Regions from separate parts of the Columba livia genome. Here region 2 is linked to region 1. A link is a contact called in public Hi-C data. All regions are on one chromosome and are shown on one strand. Each heading gives the region's core, a stretch centred on a gene start, on an enhancer-like site or on the middle of the called end of the contact. The rest is flanking DNA. Distances are from core to core; before and after follow the strand shown.

The links. A called contact is a pair of places that touch in the nucleus more often than the background predicts.
Region 2: a Hi-C map of liver shows a contact between it and region 1, with 2.0 times the contacts expected there. The contact joins the promoter of PTPN14 here to the enhancer-like site in region 1. A contact is called at or near these places in 2 of 2 Hi-C or Micro-C datasets (crop and liver).

Annotation. Positions count from the first base shown.
Region 1 is chr3:97,970,679-97,977,538 of bColLiv1.pat.W.v2, forward strand. The region is part of intron 3 of PTPN14 (protein tyrosine phosphatase non-receptor type 14); the gene reads right to left. Among named protein-coding and RNA genes, the nearest start is that of PTPN14, 73 kb to the right of the region's middle. Within about 2 kb of position 4,958, at least 1 of the 3 cell types and tissues checked has an H3K27ac peak away from gene starts, as active enhancers do.
Region 2 is chr3:98,041,788-98,049,077 of bColLiv1.pat.W.v2, forward strand. It overlaps PTPN14 (protein tyrosine phosphatase non-receptor type 14), which reads right to left and starts at 5,281. Exons shown (of 19, transcript XM_005502759.3): 1 at 5,143-5,281.

The DNA of each region.
Region 1 (6,860 bases), core at 3,708-6,207:
TTTGATAGAACAAACAGAATTTTAGCAATATACTTCAGCCTACTGACATAACTTTAACTGTGGCCCATATAGATGCTTTTTAAATTAGCATCTCTCATCTGTAAGGATGACTTAAAACACCCAAATCAAGGAAAACCAGCTTCTAATGTCAGTCACTTGCTGATCTGCAGTAGCTCATCACAAGTTTTAACCACAGTGACAGAAAACTCATACATTTCACCTTACATTTACCATTGAGTAGATGATGTCAAACAAGCTTTCCACAAAAAGTTTAACAAGTCACTATCCCCATCTGTGCATCCCTCTCATCCCCTGAACTGGACCAGCCCCACAGCAGAGCTGGACAAAGCAGCAGGGATGTGTCCCAGTCCCTCTGGCGCATCAGGTTGAAGTCCAGTGGAGACACCTTCGTTAACAGGCCACACCTTTCTATTGTGCAGGCACCAATGCATGTTCCCTTGAGCTACCCGTGTGGCATGGGCAGTAAAACCAGGTGGGGGCAAGACAGGCAGCTGAAGAAATTACAGCCACAACTGCAAGGACACCAGATCAGCCACTGATGTGCCAACAAAATACAGTTGAGTTACAGCAATGTAATGATCTCACATCCATCAGCTTAAACATTTGGTGCAGACATATGTAACCTGTCCCAACCGAGACTAAACACAATTCCTTCTCGGCCAACATGCAACAACTCATCAGGTCTGAGCCCAAAGGCAGAGGTACTGCCATGGCCCATGTGTGTGCTCAGCCTCAGGCACCCAACCCCCAGACCTGCTGAGAGTAAGTGATGGGTGACCCGTGTTAGGAAGCCCCCAAAACCAACAAAGGGGTTTCCCAGACATGCCAAGTCTAGCTGCAGCTGAACCAGGTTAGGAGGTCACTGCTCCCTTCAGCTGCGTGCATGCTCAGCCCCCTAACACAAAGCGCATCCTCTCAAAATGACATGGATTTAAAAAATAACTGCTTGAGGTAAGCCAAGTTAGAAATGGTACACCAGCGTGCTAGCCAGTCTCAGAGACTGCAACCTCTGCAAGGCAGACAGCAAAGAGCAATCAGAAAGACTGGGGGCAGTAAACTCCTAACTGGACTTGGCTGCAGCCAGCACACCACATCTGACCTTACCTTTGAACCTTTGGGAATAGCAAAGAAACTGTTCTGGTCTTGTTTCAACGATTTCAGACACGTGTGCGTGTGTGTAAGTCACCTTCCCAGCACCAATGCAATTAACCCTTCCTTCTTGGGAAGAAGAATGACTGTAACTCATGTTACAGGGACTGCAAAGCCGTAACTATACTCGAAAATGTTACCATTTAATTCTGCGTGGAGGCACCAAAAAAAACCTGCGTGCCTCAAAACCAGCATAACCCAAGCCACGCTTCAAGGGCTATTAATAAAATGCAGCATTTTACATTTTTCTTCAGTTAACTCTTCCGTGAGTGATGTGAGATGCAGTAAGCTGCCACTAGACAGCACCAACGCTCTGAGCAGACCCGCACTCCCAAGGCAGCAGCAGGGTGTTCGGAGGCTACGGGCACTGCAGGGCACAGAAATCCTCTCAGAGAAGGCCTGTGCACATATTCTTCACATCTGAGAAGTTCCTTTCAGAGTCCACAATTTTTACATGCACAGAAAAGGTAACTGTTGTGTTACTGGTTTTAGGCTTCCTCTTCCCCTCTCTCCTCTACAGAACGCAGAAGAACATTTTCAAACAGGAAAAATATAATCCCATTTAAAATGCTTAGATTTGGCTTTCACACAGCCTAATGAAGATTAAAACCTCAGGGGATTATGAAATTTCATAGAGGCAGCATAAAAAGCATACAGCTTCTCAGCTTGAGCCCTGTGCTTCAGTCCCAGGTTTCACACTTGCCGGGTCCAAGCGACAAATCAGCTTGTTTCCACTTCTTTGCAATGACTAAATCCCAATTGTGAAAATACACAAACTTTCACACAAGCTTGACATAAGCTGCTTTATCAAGTACACACGAGAGCAAGTGTTTGCTGAATCTGGTCTTCAAGACCTGTAATCCTGAAAGGCGGCTATTTATGTCAATGCTACATATGCATGCATGAATTACACATTCTAGTCTAACAGAAGTAAAATCCACATCTGTTGTAAAGTTATAGCTACTGTTAAAACAAACACAAATTTAAGAGACTATATGAAAGTCAAAACAACATAAAATTTTATAGTGAGATCTTAGCTCTATAGAAGCTGGCCGGCCGTGATTTCAACCATAGTACCCACAAAACTACAGATAAACCACAGAAATTATTATTTAGGTAAGCATCATCAAAAATACTATGATAATACAGTTACTGTAGTATCAAATATTACGACCAAGACTTTCAAAAGAAACAGTGATTTGGGGCTTTAGTTGCAACTGTAGTTGCCAGTACTTCAGAAAAATTGTTTTAAGACAGCAGACAGCACCCACTTTATGAGAAAGATGCCCATTTACAGGTGTTTCACCCTCATTGTCAGAGACAGGTCACTTTTAAAAATCATAATAGGAATATTCTACTATATTATGGCATATATTGCATTTACTAACACTGCAGCAGACTGAAATTTCAGAATTTATTATACGTTGCAGAGTGACATGCAGTAAGAGTTTAAAAGACATATGTAATTAGCTCTCTGACATTAACTAGTGCATCTATCAGGCAAAACCTCCTGGAGAAAGTTGTCACCTTTCACAGGCAAACTCAGTGAAAAGCAATGACCTGCTATGGCTCCGATACCTTTTTCAATGGAAGTGCCAAGAAAAACTGAAGACTGAGGCAGAAACCTCTGGTCTGTACCAGCCTCGTCTTTACTCCTGGAGTGACAGTGACATGGGTCACCCACCTCAGGTGTCCCCTGACATCTTCCTGCATTGTGGCCACATGAGGTAGGAACTGGGACATCTCCTTTCACAAGGCATGAACTGGAGCGGCTAATTCCACTGCCAAGGAGGACGAGGAGCACACCCTGGAGGAAGCTCTGCTAGAAGGCTCTAATAGCCCTACAAGCCACAGATTCATGTGCTGCAAAACTGTGGTCAGGCTCTCTGCCCAGCCAACGGAGAGGAGAAATTGGCCCATATTCTGTTGAGGATTTGAGGCTCCTCCATCTGAAATTACATTAAATGCTATTATTATGTCACTATGCTAGCTGAGACCGCTCTTTGTTCGCTTGGATTGCAAAAGTATATCTATAATTTGAGGGAAATGAAACATTTTTAAAATGATTCAGCTACAGATTCGCTGAGGAAAGCTGTTCCAGAACAGCAGATCAAACCATGCATTTCACAAGCCGCCTATTAGGTGGTCTAGCTGGGAAAGCACATGGAAACTGAAAAAAAAATAGAAGTCCGCCACCTGAAACCCCAGATAATACAAGGCAAGAAATTCAAAATTAAGACTGACAAAGCTTTCATCACAGAGGCATTCTGGCATATTAGGGGTGTGCAGGGCAAAAGAGACACCACCATAGCCAAGTGCGCAGAGAGCTGAAATCTCTCACCTTTGATGCTCATTTTGGGTTGAACATTTTTAGCAGAGCCATTGTGTATTCAATGTAATAAAGGCTACTACAGTTTGCCAGCCTGTAGCTAATTCCAAGGGGAATGGGAGTGGACAACAAGTCTGAACAAAGCCATAATTATAAGGATATCATTTCCCACAACTCTATTTAGCCAACACAGAAAACATTAAAAGTATATTTGCATCTATTGCACCAAAAAGCATACTTTTTAATAAAGTAAATAAGCTGCAACTGGACAAATATGAGACATCTGAACTCCAGAATCAACGTCTGCATCTTAGGAATCCATACTATATCAGAAGAAAAAAAATAACAAACCACCCAAATAGTATTAGTAAGCGGGAGATAAGGGTACTGGTTTAAAATTTAATTGCAACACTCAGATTCAGACTCAGCTACTGCTGCGTAAATGTAAAGAAACTACATTTGCCCACACAGTTCTTCACAGACCTCCCAAGATCAGGATTCGTGTTTGTTGTCCTGTCACCTCAAAAAAGAACGCGCATGTTTGTGTAGTGTCACCGAATTCACTGTACCCTTCCACCACCACTGTTCATCTGATGTATAAGCTCTGTTGCTGTTTTATATATGCTGAAAATAACTCAATACATTTTACTGATTTCTGTTCTCTTCAACAACCAATGTTTCAGATACCACAAGTCATGCAGAACCTGGCCTGATCAATATTGGAAGTGAGATTAAAGGATGGTTTACAACAATAAGAATATAGTTTAGTTTTCCGGAGTAATTGTACTGGTGCATTCCGTCTTCACAATTTTCCCATTAGTGAATTCTACAAAGAACCACAAGGCAAATATTTCATTAATAATTACTCAATATTATCAGACCCAGTAGCCTTAGTAATGAACAGCATCCAACCTGCTAGGCAATGTACAAGAACAAAACAAAAAGTGCTTATTGCCCCAGGGATTTACAGTCTAAATATATGTTTCCTATACATACACAGATCTACACGTTTATACAAACAGGTGATAGGATTGAAATAATAAAGACTAATATTCTTTGAATGCTGTACTGTGATCAGTTTGGATTTTTGTTATTTTTCCCTAGTTTTACTTTCCTTTGCTGCACATCAGAGCCAGGAAGGGTTCGGAACACACACATTATCTGTACTGCAATAGGAAACACTTTAATTTCTTCTTTTTAATCAGTCCTTGTGTTTTTCTGGGTATTTCAAGCCAGAATGAATAAATGCATTACAGTTTCAATACTAATAAATATTTACCTTGAGTGTATTTGGAAATACACAAAGCTCTACAAAACACATATTAGTTACCCAAGAGGTACAATTCCTTTAAAATCGTTTCTAATGATGCAATTACCGGCATGACTAACTGTTTTATAACTCATTAGGTACCTTATTGGCGTCAAGCCTATCTATTGGACAGCTTCACAGCTATGTAGTTTAACTTCTCTGGAGGAAAACTGCTTTACTGCCTCATATCTCCAAAATAAGTATTTAAGACCTAAAGGAGTAACAAATTGGCCCACAAGTGGTTTAGCTCAAGACCTTCAGCTCTTTTCCAGCTTAAAAAAAAAAATTGCAATTAGAGTACAGTATGATCTTCTAAAATTAGGAACACAATAAAAGTCTCATTGAATCATAACATTCCAACTCAGCTCGTTTGGGTTTATGTTAGTACAGTATTATACTTCTGAGCAGACACACTGCAATGTATGCTTACGCAATAATCTGCCCACAGGGAAGCAGTTTCTCCAGAATAGAGGCCTTTTATCATTTACTGAAATTATTTTAAGCATTAGCTTTGATATTGATGTGTCTGTTGTTCACCTCACACTTTAAAATCTCCTATGATCTTGGCTTTGATAATATTTATCTACAGGATTCCACAGAAACCTATTTTTTATTTTAAACATGGGGCCTTTCATTTTTTTCCCAGTCTTCAAGTTAAACAAGCCAATGATTCAGCTATTCAATGGGCAATCAAAGGAACTAATTGAGAATGACAAAAAGGGGCTTATTTATTTATTACATATTTGAGACAATAATAATAATAATACTTAACTCTTACTGGTTGTTTTTCTGAGAAAAACTTGCTTTAAATAGTATTAATGATCATTAGCCTAATTTTATAAATAGAGTATCTGAGGTACACAACTGGTGGAGTCACTCATGTAAACTTTGGCAGGAAACCATGGCAGATTTGGGAGATCCAAGCTTTGTTCCCAAGCCTCAATGCAGAGTACTACTTACTGGATGCTGCTTGTTTCATGTGGGTCACCCAACACAACTGCAACCAAACTGATTGCAAACTCGGACTGGATTTTATATGGCAAAAAAGAAAGGCAGGCAGATAAGACCGGTCTTTTCAGATACGATGTTCAGCATATTGGCAAGGATGGTATTATGATTTCTGGGCCTGAGCATGCTGAAACACATTTTAGATGCAAGGCTTCAATCAGCACATCTTAATCTAAAAGCACTTTAGAAAAAGAGGTACATACATTGATGATGTCATTGTCAGCAACGCGGTGCTAAGGCCTTGTCTTTGCTGTTGTAAAAAAACGTAGATGATGTTGATAAACAGAACATCTCCAGCTCACTCCTCTGGAATTTCATCAGCTTCCCTCCCAGCGAAAGTCTGATGTTTCACAGTAGCAGACAATAGCCATTTATCTGGGATTTGTGGTAGAATATAAAAAGCAATGGCTGTGCTTCCACTACTAAAGGGTAATATTTTTAGAAGGGTATTATTGAGAACAAGTCTACCACACCCTGTCACAGACCTTCAGAAAGACCAACAGACTTGCCAGAAAAAAAAACAAGGAAGGAGACGAAAGAGCCTTTGTCACACATGCAGGAGAAAATTCCTTCAGAAGCTCAAACTGTCAATGCCAATAGTGAAAACATAGTCATAACAGTTTGTAGGGTAGGAACTGCTTGATCATAACAACCTTGTAAGGTAGGTCACGGTTAGCTTCAGGTAACTGAGAAATGAGGTTGCTCAAAAGCAGCATCCAACTGTCTGCATCCTGGTTTCCTCCAGCAGCTGGATGGAAAACATGACTGAAACTAAAATTAAAATAAATATATGGAAAGATTTGTGTCATTCCTCTTCCCCTTCCTCATGAGAGAGAACAATGCTGGGTTAGCATCATTTTCACACATTGGATTGTAAAAGGAGGACAGATCAAAACCCATTCATATCACCTACTTCTACATTGTTCAATCTCTCTCTTTAAAAGCAACAGTTTATAGCCAAACGGGAGGAATGGGGATTTGGCTAAAACAGGCTAATTTCACAACGATGGTCACTTTCCATTTGTTTTGATATGCAACTTGTGA
Region 2 (7,290 bases), core at 4,031-6,530, 71 kb after region 1:
AGCAAGTATTACAACTACAGGTTTGGGTTTTTTTTAAGTGGTGATTTAGGGGTATTATTATATACATTGTCTTTCAAACTACTCCCTATAACTAGTCATTGTATCAAATGGTAATGGAATGATCAGTTATTAATGGGCAAACATTATTTTGCATATATATATATATATATGCATATATACCTCCTCTAACTGACCTCCTTGAACCAAAGCTACACTAATATTTTCAGTTCAACTTCCTATGCATATTTTCCAATCTCTCTGCTTTGATAGGAGACCACAAATTGATTATTCCAGGTGAACATGAGCACTAACTTAATTGCGTCCTCTGTGTTATTAACACAGCATTGCACAACTGTGGCTTTTTTTTTTTCCTGCCCAATGCTAAGTGCATTAAGGAGGTGCACAAGTTCAAATAAAACATCGTTGAAATCTTCCTCCCCGCCTTAATATAATTAATTTACAATTCAGTAACATGAACGAGTAATTTGATTATTCCCTCTAACATGCATATTCTTGAATTTATCAACATAATCTGCTACACTTCCCTTTTACCCAGCTTTCTTGGATTCCCTTTACAATTTCTCAGTCTTCTTCAATCTTGCCTAATCCAAATACTTTTGCATCATTAGCAAGTTTTGGCACACCATTATTCATCTAGTTTATTAGATCACCAACATACACTTCACCACCCTCTTTTCAGAGTTGTTTCTACATCACACTGTAATTTAAGGTTTACATTGTTACTGACCAAAAAAAAAAAAGTATTCTTAGTCATAAGAAAATGTACACTTTTTGAGAATGAGAGAGCTGCAGTTTCCAAAAGACTTGCTTGCTGTTGAGCAAAGCTCAATATCTCAAATCTTCACAGGAGCAGAACACAAGGGCTACAGGACACGAGAGGAGCTGTGGGGCAGTGTTCTTCCCAGGAGATCATCCATCCAACATGTGACATACATGGCTCCCTCCAGGAAAATCCTTTAGTTAGATAACTTTCTTAATATTAGGTAAATTCATGCTTAATTAGTGCTAAGTTTATAGTCCCTTAGGTACTTTCAGAAGTTGCTCATATATAGTTGACTATATTATTTACGACGACTTCTTAGGTCAGCAATGATAAGGCAGAAAATATATTTTGAAACAAATATGCATGTTCCTTTCACATGCTTTGTGCTCCATCATAGTCTTATGTCCTTAATTCCAGATGGCACCCTTAGCATCGATTTGCTGACCTTGCAGAGTACTTTAAAGAGCCATCGTAAAGACTTCTGTATTTTCCTCTACGTTTAAAGCCAAAAATACATTGTTCAAAAGACAAGGTGCTATACTTGCACCCTTACATTACCTTTACTTGACCACATTCTGGTCTTGACAATTCACTAAAACTGAGCCAAATTCTGTTAAATTATGCATGGACTTTGAAAGTTGAAGACAATGAAATTAAAAAGCTACTAATCCTTCAAACCTCCACATGAAGACATCCTTTTTAAAGTTTCCTTTAAAAATGTATTCCATTATATATTAACAAGTAAAACCCAACAGATTTAACAAATGAAATGCATTAATTAATTAAGCATTAATTAAGCATTAATTAATTAATTCAAAAGAAAAATGGTTCAAACTGCGCTATCTTACAGGAATCAGTAAAACAAATACTGAGATTTCTTACCTATCAAAGCATCAACTGTGAATAAACAGATTAAAATTACCTACAAATTTAAAGAAGCGGATAGTGTGTATGCGTTTATCCAAGGAAGCCAAATCTGATTTTCAATCAAAAAATAATAATGTCAAAACCAATTTTGATTCCTCATATATTTAAATTAAGATTTACCACATTACACTTTTTAGCCTAAAAATTTTCAGCAATCACCAATTTTGTGTTCTAGCTGCTTATTATGACAAAACTATCCAGACATTTCAGTCATAAGCCTCATTTTGTCAGGTAGCTTTGCTGTGAAAGAAAAAAATAAACTATTCCTGAAGACTGGAGAGTCAAGCCAAGTACTATCAAGAGCCAGGAAAAAAAGAAAATAACTGTCCCAATAATGCACAAAACCTGAAAATAAAGATGTAGTGTTACTGCCTCAAAAACCACACTATTTCACAAGAGAAATTAAGACAAAGTCAACAAAGCCCTATAATCCGATAAAGCACCTAAACGTCAGCTTTTGAGCACTTGGACGCTGGACTCATCGATCCTTTCACACTCCAGAGTTCTCCTCACTCCCTTCCACAGCCCAGAAGAAAAGGGGAAGAGTCATGGGCTGCAGTTCCTGCTCCTGGGGCAATTTCCACATTTGTGAGGAACTCTGTTCCTTCAGAGTGTTTGAGATGTCCCATCACTTCTTCAGCTCCAAGTCCACAGCAAACCAGAAGGCCTGAAGCAGAAGATGTGCACCCCACAGGACAGGCCACACTCGCTCTGGACACCTACTGGATCCAGCACAACCAGAGGAGAATACAAGTACTCGCTGAGTTTTGAGGTCTCCTGCACTAGGCACAGGAGGATGGGGGTTAGACTTCCATCATGATCTTGGACCTCAGCTCAGGTCTACCTCAGTTCTCTTAGGATCTAGTCTTTAATATATTTTTAAAAGCAAGATCAGAAGCTGTTCCAGTGGAACTCCACAAAGTATAATAGGCCAAGGCATGCTGCACTTAACATAAAAATGATGGCAGCTGCTCAGCACAAAAATTAAGCCTTTATTGAAACCTTCTTGTAATGGAGCTGGATACACATGCACAAATATATTGCATACAGAGTATTATAGCCTGGCTCCTGCAAAGACTTGTATACATGTTTATTATTACGTATATAAAAGAAATTCCGTGGTTTCAAAAGCACCGTTCATGAACGTGATTTTAAGCACATGGGTGGGTCTTTGCGGGGCTAGGACCCACACACTCCTGTGCAGCTCTGCCTGCTGAAAACTGTTTATGTTTTGTGTACTACCAACAGTTTATAAAACTCCCTCAGATGACCAGCCCTTGCAACAGAGGACTGGCTTCCAGCTGAGGAGCTAGAGCTCAAGTGAACTTTCCACACTGCATATATCTACGTTAAATTTAAATCTAGATTAAAATGAGCTACTTAAGTAACCATTAATCAAACACAGCCTCACTGGATATGAAGAGAAACAGAACGAAGAGAAGCTCTTTTAGCTGTAGCGGTACCAAATAAACATAGAAAAAGGAAGCCATACGGTTACCAGAAATATGCAGACAACTTTTTTTTCATATATATATATTAAATACTTTCTCCAGGATTGGAGGAACCACTGGCAGCCAAGATAATTTGCTAAGTGCACAAAGGCAGAGGTATTTCATAGAAAGCCATTCCATGCCTAAGTTACAATAACTGACTCACAGGCTTCTGCTGGACAAGAATGACCAGGAGAAAAGTCAGTCACTAGCACTGGTTGCTAATTAACCCTCATGAACAACACTACACCAAAGCTACTTCTGCTACTATTATAAAAACGTTTAAAACTGTAACTGTAATGTACATACAAAAGCTCGGTTTGGTCAGTACAGAGACCAGTGCTGCAGTCCTTTCTCTGGCCTTGATCTGCACCACTAGATCCTCCAACATTGCATTGAGACAGTTGTGCTTTCAAGCTTCTTGCACACAGACGCAATGGCAGAAATGATGGCCACAAGCTCTGCCACAGATTTGGGGAATTACCTTTTAGCTGATGGGCTGCACTTCAAACCATAAATTTGCAAAGCTCCCAACTTCTGTATCATGACCCATTAGATACACACAAGTGCCCTCTGCCTGTAAGCAACTCTGGCACAGCCTCCTGAAGAAACTAAAAAAAGTTCAGGAAAAGTACTGCCAATAACAGAACAGGACCTAAAGCTTATTTGCATTACTATAATATCAACACACGCTTTATTCTACACCATGTAACAAGTACTAGATGTCAGCTACAGACCCCCCAGAGAGCAAGAGCAAAAGCTGTATAATCTGCATTTTGTCACTCATATTGGATAGGACATTCTCAGCTGGATAACCAGAGAGTAGTCCCTGCTGGGACTGCCATCCCTCTCCCCAAAAAGACCTGACTACCTTCTGTCATAATATGGAGGTTAGCAGGTGGCGACTTGTGATTTGGGGGGAGCCATTTTATATGTATATTTTTCCAAACTCTAAAGAACTTCAGCACATAATGATGCTTTCAGAATAACCAAACCCAAGGCACTAAGGCACTAAGAAGTGGCAGGAATGTGGGATATCTGCATAAAGTCTGAAGAAAAAAGAACTTACTTCTGGTAAAAGTATTCCTTTCAGCTACAACTTCAGGATACATGCCAAAAATCCCAGAAAACTTTTTGGGCAATATAGTGAATTCGAGCCTTTACCAGTCACGGTTTGTTCCCACCTTGTTAAAGTTACAATCAGCCAGAGAGATGCTTATAATAGAAACATATGATGATTTTGTGCAAATCAGAGATAAAATGTTCTGAATAGGAAAGCTCAAGCGCACATTATATCCACATACCACACGTACATTATGTAACGCTTGTCCCAAATACACTCCAATAAAGAGAGCTAGTTTGATATCTTAAAAACTCATTGACTATGCCACAGCAGAAATGAGAGCAGATGTCATTCTTCCCTGCCTCGCTGCGATTTTTTTCTGCATAACTCGGCGTTACATATTTGCTAAAGACGAACGGCCAGTTTAGGCTTGACTGTAACTAACAAAGAACAAGGTAAACCCCTGGGCGGGAGGGGGGGGGAAGACAAACACAGGCATGCCGCGCTGTAAATACGAGCAGCCCAGCAGAGAGCCCTGCCCGTCCCCAGCTAGTTACAAATACCTCCTGATTATACAAATGCCACGTTATCTGGGTGTCTAGCAGATTAAATTCACGGGCTGGACGGACTGTCCGAGGCTTGTTTATCGCAGGTCACCGACTGGCATTTGTAACCCAAGCTTAGCTATTTTCGTGATTTACAAACAGCAGCGCATACGCCGCTGAGATGTAACTGCACAGCATAAGGAGCCTCAGACAAACTCTGCCTATCGCACACACGGAGTAAAAGGCACAACTCGGACTGTTTCAAAGTCAGCGCGGGTGGCTGGTAGGGGACGCGCCCGAGCCCAAACTCCAGCAAACTCGGCGGCTCCTTACCTGCTCGGCGGGCGCCCGGGCAGCGCGGCGGCTCCGGCTTTGTGCGCTCCCGCGGGAGGCGGCTGTCCCGGCCCGGGAGGCGGCTGTCCCGGCCCGGGAGGCAGCGGCTGCCGGCGGGACCCGAAGCGGGCGGGGAGAGAGAGAGACCCGCTCCCGCCGCCCCGGCCCGGCCACCGCGGGGAACTTCGGCGGGGCGGCCGGGAGCTGGGGCCGCCGGTGGCGGCGGCGCTGGGGGCCGGGGCGCCCTGAGCTCCTGCTGCCGCCCGCGGGGTGCGGGAAGGAGGGAGGCAGGACGGGAGGGAGGGGACTGGTGTCCCGCGGGGGCGAGTGGGGCCGGCGGGCGGGCGAGCGAGCCGGAGGCGGCGGGGCCGGGGCCGGGCTGGGGCGGCGCGGGGAGTCACTGCCCAGGAATGCCAGGAATGTGGGGCGGCCGCTGCGGCCGCGGGGCCCGGAGACGTCGGGGACGCGACTTGGGATTTCTTTTCTCTGTTTTTTTTTTCCTTTAAACTATCCCCCCCCTCCCTAAGGAAGGAGGAGAGTCGAAACCCACCCCGCGGAGGAGGGAGAAGGAGGAAGAGGAGGGCGCAGGCTCCCGCCAATCCGGGCGGGTGCCGGCCGCAGCCCTCCCGAGGAGGGCAGAGCTGCTGGGCACTGGGCGCCTGCCTCTCTGCTCCTCTCCCCTCCCGGCCCGTCTCCCCGCCCTTCCCCTGCCGCCACGCGTGTCGGCGCGGGGCCCGGGCCGGCCACGACCCGTTGTTGGGCTCCGCGCACGTGTGGGCCCGTCCCGCGGCGGGAGGGGACCCCGCGGGGCAGCGCGGCCGGGCGGGAGGCGCTGCGCCAGCCCGGGCGGGGCTGCGGCCGCAGAGGGACGCGGGGGGGCAGGAGCGGCGCTGCGGCCGGCTTCGCACGCCTGGGCCTTGTAGCTCCTGTGTTCCCCCTTGCAGCCCTCCCGTTGGCAGGCAGGGTGCCACCCTGCTGCCCTTCCGTAACCCCAGTTCATCTCCCTCAGTCGTGCATCGTTTCTTCTCCAGCCATCCCTGTCTTCACTCCTGCTTTTCCCATTTTACCCCTATCGGTCTCCCTCTCCTTGTGTGACCCTCGCTTAAAGAGGGGTGGTTATCCCTGTTCTGCCAGCTGCGCAGAGGGCTGCTGCAGGAGACCTGATAGAGAAACACCCATGGTGCTGCCATCACAGGCATGCCTGCTGGAAAGCAAGCAGGAGAAAACCTGTTTTGAAATGAGGCAGTTGGTAACTACATGAACTGCCCAGGACACCCGGTGCTCGACAGGTCTGGAAAACCCTTCTGATGGCTACTGTAAGAAAGAGAAGGGGCAGAGGGTGCACCAAGCTGTGGGCAGCCAGGAGCACCATTGGAAAGGTTGGGGCTACAAAGAGATGTTGTATGGATCACTCCAGACCATGTAGGCTTGAGAACAGTGTGTGAGAAATGATGTGTAGATGCTCTTGCGTGTCATAGCTAATTTCCAATTTGCAAAACTGTTCTTACTTTAGACTACATTTATTTAAAAATATCCACATTCTGAAAAATGTGTGCAAGTATAATACTTCTGGTACCAATAGGCACCTGCAGAAATGTCAAAGGGAGGTATCCCTCTAAAACCAGAACACCAGAACTCAAGGACTCTTACAAACAGGGAAAGTTAAAAAAAAAATAAATGAGAATTTATACTAATTTTGAGTTGCTGTGCTTTTTTGCTACTTGTACAGCTTATTGAAGGAGTATGTGAGCAGATTTGTTGGAGTCAGGATTCCTGGGGTTAATAATGGTGAGAGTATCAGGAGCTGAAAGAGGGAGAAATAGCATAGATTCCTGATTTTGATAGATAAGTAATTGTATTTAAATACTGTAAGTAGAATCACAGGCCTATGCCTTACCTCTGGCATAATAATATTATAATTACATTTTGCAAGGAAAGTCCTTTTCATCTGAGACTCTCAAACATTTTTCAAACACCACACCTTAATGAAGTAAGTAATTATCCCCATTTTACATATGGCTACACTGAGGCACTAAGAAGTGGCACCATTTAAGATTTTAACTGGAATTATACCTTCACCACATGTAGATACAGAGCTTAGAGTAACAATCTGGAAGAAACATCAGGTGTCAGAATGAGATGATAAGA